2 separate regions of the Zea mays genome follow, and region 1 is linked to region 2. The links are chromatin contacts, called in public Hi-C maps. All regions are on one chromosome and are shown on one strand. The core of a region is the stretch at or near the end of the contact, and the rest is flanking DNA. Distances in the headings are between cores, read along the strand shown. Region 1 holds the start of LOC100193495 (RNA-binding CRS1 / YhbY (CRM) domain protein). Region 2 holds the start of LOC109943986.

What was found. A called contact is a pair of places that touch in the nucleus more often than the background predicts.
Region 1: a contact with region 2 is called in a Hi-C map of tassel, with 5 times the contacts expected there. The contact joins the promoter of LOC100193495 here to the promoter of LOC109943986 in region 2. A contact is called at or near these places in 6 of 25 Hi-C or Micro-C datasets (bundle sheath, ear, endosperm and 2 more).

What each region holds. Positions count from the first base shown.
Region 1 is chr2:35,328,251-35,330,950 of Zm-B73-REFERENCE-NAM-5.0, reverse strand. It overlaps LOC100193495 (RNA-binding CRS1 / YhbY (CRM) domain protein), which reads left to right and starts at 1,421. Exons shown (of 4, transcript NM_001138609.1): 1 at 1,421-1,775; 2 at 2,147-2,459; 3 at 2,676-2,700. The coding sequence starts at 1,621.
Region 2 is chr2:35,050,254-35,052,953 of Zm-B73-REFERENCE-NAM-5.0, reverse strand. LOC109943986 reads left to right here and starts at 1,402. Exons shown (of 3, transcript XM_020548246.3): 1 at 1,402-1,938; 2 at 2,210-2,700. The coding sequence starts at 1,842.

The sequences.
Region 1 (2,700 bases), core at 172-2,671, 280 kb before region 2:
GCTCGCGGTCGCTCGACCTTCGCCACTAGGCAGTCCTGGGATCATGGAGACGTGACGACGACCCGACCGACCGAGCTCTGCACCGTCTGAACTAGGGCGCCGCGCGTCAAGCTTCTGATGATGGAGCGGCGGCCGTTGGACATGCTCGACCGGGCATAAAGGCTTCCCTCCCGCGTTTTTTGTTTCAGTTACTGTTGGATTGGTCAGTGATGCGAGAGACGCGACGAATCCATCTTTCCATCCCCGCTCTGGTACTGCCTGATTGGTCAGCGCCGTGACCACTAGTGTACCCTCTGAGTCAAGGCTGGTTGACAAGGACCTTTACATTTCAACTCCATGAGACCATTTCAGGTGTATGACCACGCCACGCCACGAGAAGGCTTCAACTCCCCCTACCCTGTTCAAAGGTCCTCGGTGCCTTTACCGAATGTCTTGGGGTGGACTGGGCTGGGTATCGCCTTGCTTATCCATTTGTCAACATGCAGGCATTTGCAGGTGCCTTGATTGGATCAATCGTCTTTGCTTAGGAGACGTTTGGTTTCTACGGATTAATTTCTAGGCTTTTTATTTTATTCTATTTCTGTGTCTAAATTATAAAAAAATACAGAAATTAAAATGTTGGTTTCCGTATTTAGTAAATTGTAAACTAAAATGGAACAAAATGGAGTGACTGAAAATTAGTCATAGAAACCCGACGGTGTCGGATTGACCAAGCGCGTGATGCCCCTCTCCTCTTTCATTGACTACCTTCAGGGTGCTCAAGGGCTGGATCACTCAGGACTAGTTCGTGGAGCACAAAACCGATGGGTATTTTGAATAAGAAGACCGATATTTTGGATAAGGGGCTGTTCGCTTCCTCAGGAATGATGGCCTGGAACTATTACTGTCTGGATTGTTTACCTATTTTATATAAGATTTCATAAGGTGGAATAAATTTAGGTCCAATCCTGGACAACCGAACAAGCCCTAAGGAGATTCTAACCCCTTTAAAAAAATTTCGATTTTGTGCCTCTCAAACTAGCACGCAGAGAAGGTGGCCTCGAGCTATTCGGTAATGATTCTAATCACCTGTATCCGTCAGTCAATTTCTCCCATAACTCCTCGACACTGGTAAACTTTTTTCCCACCTTTCTAAATCAACAAGAAACGGAAACAGAGTCAGGGCCAGGCAGTCCTCCTCACTCCTCAGGCCACCGCCACAGTTGAAGCCTCTGCCGGAGGAAGCCCACGCGGAGCGTTCCGATCCACACTGGCCTGGGCTGCTAGGCTAGGCTAGGCTAGGCCAAGCCAGACACGGCCCGCATCTATGCTTTTTTTTACACGGCCCACACGGCCGAGAGCCCGTGGCGCCGTCTCGTCCCGATCACGCAGCTATAGTATAGCTTCCCCGCTGCGCTCCAGCAGAATTCTCGCGCCGCAACGCGACGCAATGCCCCACCCGCACGGTCGCGCCGCGCAGCGCAGGAACCCCCACCACGCGGTCGGCGTCGGCGTCGGCGGCGGTGCTCCCGCCTCCCCGCCGTCGGCGTAGCTCCCGCGCGCTTCGGCCCTGGGCGCCGGTGTGGTTTCTCCATCACGCTCTCTCGCGCTTCCTACCTGCGTGCGCCCTGCTGCCCGGTGATGGCCAGCCGTCTCTTCGTGCTCCGTCGGCACACGAGGTGGTGGCAGCGGCAGGCGCCACGGCCTCGCTCGCTTTGCCCGCCGTCTCACGGTGGGGACTCGGCGTCTTCCCATGGGACGCTGGAGCTGCTCGCGCGTCTGCGCAGCTCACCATCGTAAGAGTCAGACAAAACCCACTGATCCTCCTCCCCCTCCCCCTCATTACTACTATTAAGTGGTCGATGCAGATTTTGTGACCTCATGCCTAGACTTTGCTTTCGGTCGCTCCTGTGCCGTTGGTCTGTGATAAAACGGTAAAAGCCTCCACGGGGCATAGTGTGGGCATCAAGTGTTTGCTGAAATGCCGGAGGGGAACCTTCGAACACAGTTTATTGCTTTCAGCCACGTTTCTACGTTTGTGGTCTATAGTTTATCTGTCTCTGCGCACCCATACCGACGAGCGCATTCTGATCCTCAGCGGTGCACCAGTTCATTATTGAAGCACGTCTGCAGTTTTTTTTTTTTGCACGTTCTGATTCTGTTATAGTTATACTTTCCACAAGGTTTTCAACCGAGATGCTAGGTTCTTCAGGTTGTTGCAGAGTTGTAGCATTCAAGCCTGCCATTGTATCCATACGAGTCCATCAGTCAATAGCGGAAATCAGGCTACTGCAGAGCCTCAACAACAGAATCCAGGAGTGCCTGTACCGGTTGATGGTTCTAGTGAACTAAAACCCAAGAGGACAAAGCTGAAAGGAAGGAGGGCAGTGACAAATTTTTTGAAATCCTTGAGATGGAAAAAGAAAAAGGAGTTTCAAAGAATGACTGCAGAGGAGAAGATTTTGTACAAACTGAAGCTAGTAAGTTGCATTCCTTCAGATTTTGATATGATAACAGTTGTTCTTTAAAACAAAGAATTCAAGTTCGCTTGCGTTCATGCGAGGTAGCTTGATCTGCAATGTTCCTATTCGCCATTTGGCATTTAGTGAACCTTCACTCGAGCAAGAAACTGCTTCTCTTGTGTGTAATCGCTCTATCCTGAACGTGTTTTATGTTTTCTTGGATTTTCCATAAAGGCTCGAAAGAAGGAAGAGCGGCTTG
Region 2 (2,700 bases), core at 153-2,652:
AGTTCGTCTCCGTCTGAAGGTGTCTAGTCATCTCCAAGTCGATCTCTTCTCTCTGTCTCAATTCACCGCCCTGTTCTGAGGTGACCCTCCCCCTTTTATAGGCCGGGAGAAGGGTCGGCAAGTGATGGATTCTCTAGGAAGGAGTCGTAAGGCAACGTTTTACCCTGGGTGAGTCCATCCGTACTCGTGGGGCCCAGGGGTGCCTGGTTGTCGCGTATTTTATGTAGCGGATGACGTGGGGGCGGCGATGGTCCAAGGCGTCATTATTTCGGCTACGTCGACCCCTGACTTTCGTAGCCTGGATCTAGGTGTAGCCCGTCATGTAGTGCCATGTGGGAGGTGTGCGCACTTAGGCCTAGCTCGATAGGCCATGAGTTCGTCGTAGACTGAGGGGCGCGTGGGCTGTTAATGCATCGCAGTTCGGGGGGGTCATGAGTGTTATGCGGCCCGAGGGGTTCATAGGTCATGAGTGGGAAGCGGACCGTGCCCACGCTGTCACTCGGTGCCAGGCCTGATTAATGCGGCCAGTCATTTATGGCGGGCCAGTCCGAGGCCGGGTGCGAGATCCACTCGAGTAGTTCCTTTCCGACACACCTGTCCTCCCTTGTCAGGCTCCACCATGCACGGTCCCAAGCTCGGTGTCGCGGGGTATCGACCGAGAACGAGTCCTTCCAGGGTTGGCACATCTATCTCTTCGGATTGACTAACGGGTCCCAGTGATTAGGGGCTCTTTCCTTAGCGCGCTCATTAACATGTGGGTCCTAGGGTCCGGGGGTCATTCCCCCGACACAGATCCATATATATATGGAGTACAATTGATAGTGCGCTTCACCGATCGAACCAATCAAATTATTTATCAATGTCTTACTTTCTTGCTCTAGGAGCAGCAGTAATTAGTCTTTTTTATCTACGTCTTTACCTCTCTGTGACTCTACGTCGTCTTGAGACGTCTTGAGTGTCCTACCGACTATAAAGCAAACCTTATAATCGCTCCTCCCTGACGGGATTATTTCGAGAAGACGAGATCTAGGTGTTGTAGACGACCGCCGCCGTTGCCTTCGTGCACGCGTGGGCCATCAGACCCTAGGGACGGATCGTCCAACTCTACCGTGCACTCTTGCTGCACGATCACAGACCGTCTAGCCCCGTAATATGACCGTCTGTCACCACAGAGAGACCATCAAACAGAACAAACCCTAATGTTTGGTCCCGATTCGGGTCCAACATAATCATTCCGTTTTCTCTGACTCTTTAAAGCTGTGATTAGTTTCGCTACCGTAGGAGCGAACTTGAGGTTGGGAGCGCAAATAACTGGCGGTGCGTCGAGCACTAGCTCTGCAGTCTGCACTTGCCCGGCGCCTTGGTACTACCCCCGACCCCGAGCTCTGAAATGGGCCATAAACAACTCCGTGATTCTGGACGGCCATGTGAGAGCACGCGGGCGTACCAAGCACGCCGTCCCCAGTCACCACCCGGCCGAGGAGAGGAGGTCGAACGGCCATTCCTTACCCACACCGCGCTTCAGGTGTCAGGAGTCAGGACCCGCCGGTGATGCGCTGCTAACCACCTCGTTCGTGGAAGCGCCCGCGGATCCGGCGCACGTTTCGCTCTGTCGGCCTGACGAGGACGCGCCTCGGCCAGGCCAACATCGCTGCCATGATTGGGTGTTCCAACGACGAGACAGAGTTCTCTACGCCACACGTCCCCCTATAAGTGCAAGCTTGAAAATAGCTATCGACACGAACTCAGTGTGCTCATAGGTTCCTGACGTACGTATCTCAGTTGCGTTCGAGCGTTGTGGACTTGTGGTGGTTTCCTTCCTGCGCCGGAGAAGGTAGACGATGGGAAGGGGAAGCGATGCAGTGCCGGACGCCCGTCGAGCTGCGCTGCTCTTGATCGTCTGCTTGGCGGCTCGAGCGGCTTCTGCGATCCAGGATGGTAAGAGGTGGCAACTGTGCTGTGTTTCGTGAACTCTCTCCACGCCGTAAACAACTAGTTCGTAGCTTATGTTTGATTTTTCTTTCGAGCTATACTTTTATTGTCAAACTGAAATTGGGGGCCGGGGATCATCTCCTGCAGTCCGATCCATTTCTAACGATGCTAGTTCAGAATTCAGATTAGGCGCGTGGCCTACTGGCGTCTCATTGCCAAGGTGTTTGCTAAGCTGAAATGTCAGTTCTAACTGCGCGGTTCAATGGTTCATGCTCAGGCCTGTTGCCGAACGGCAACTTCGAGGAGGCGCCGCCCAAGTCGCAGCTCAACGGCACGAGGGTGATGGGGCGCAACGCGATACCGCACTGGGAGATCTCCGGGTACGTGGAGTACATCGGGTCGGGCCAGAAGCAGGGCGACATGCTGCTGCCGGTGCCGGAGGGCGCGTACGCCGTGCGGCTGGGGAACGAGGCATCCATCCAGCAGCGCCTCGCCGTGACGCCGGGCGCGCGCTACTCCATCACCTTCAGCGCGGCGCGCACCTGCGCCCAGGCCGAGCAGCTCAACGTGACGGTCGCCCCCGAGTCGGACGTACTCCCGATCCAGACGGTCTACACCAGCAGCGGGTGGGACTCCTACTCCTGGGCCTTCCAGGCCGCGGGCAGCGTCGTGACCCTGATCGTCCACAACCCCGGCGTCGCCGAGGACGCAGCCTGCGGCCCCCTCATCGATCTGTTTGCCATTAAGACCATGCCGACTCCTCGGAGC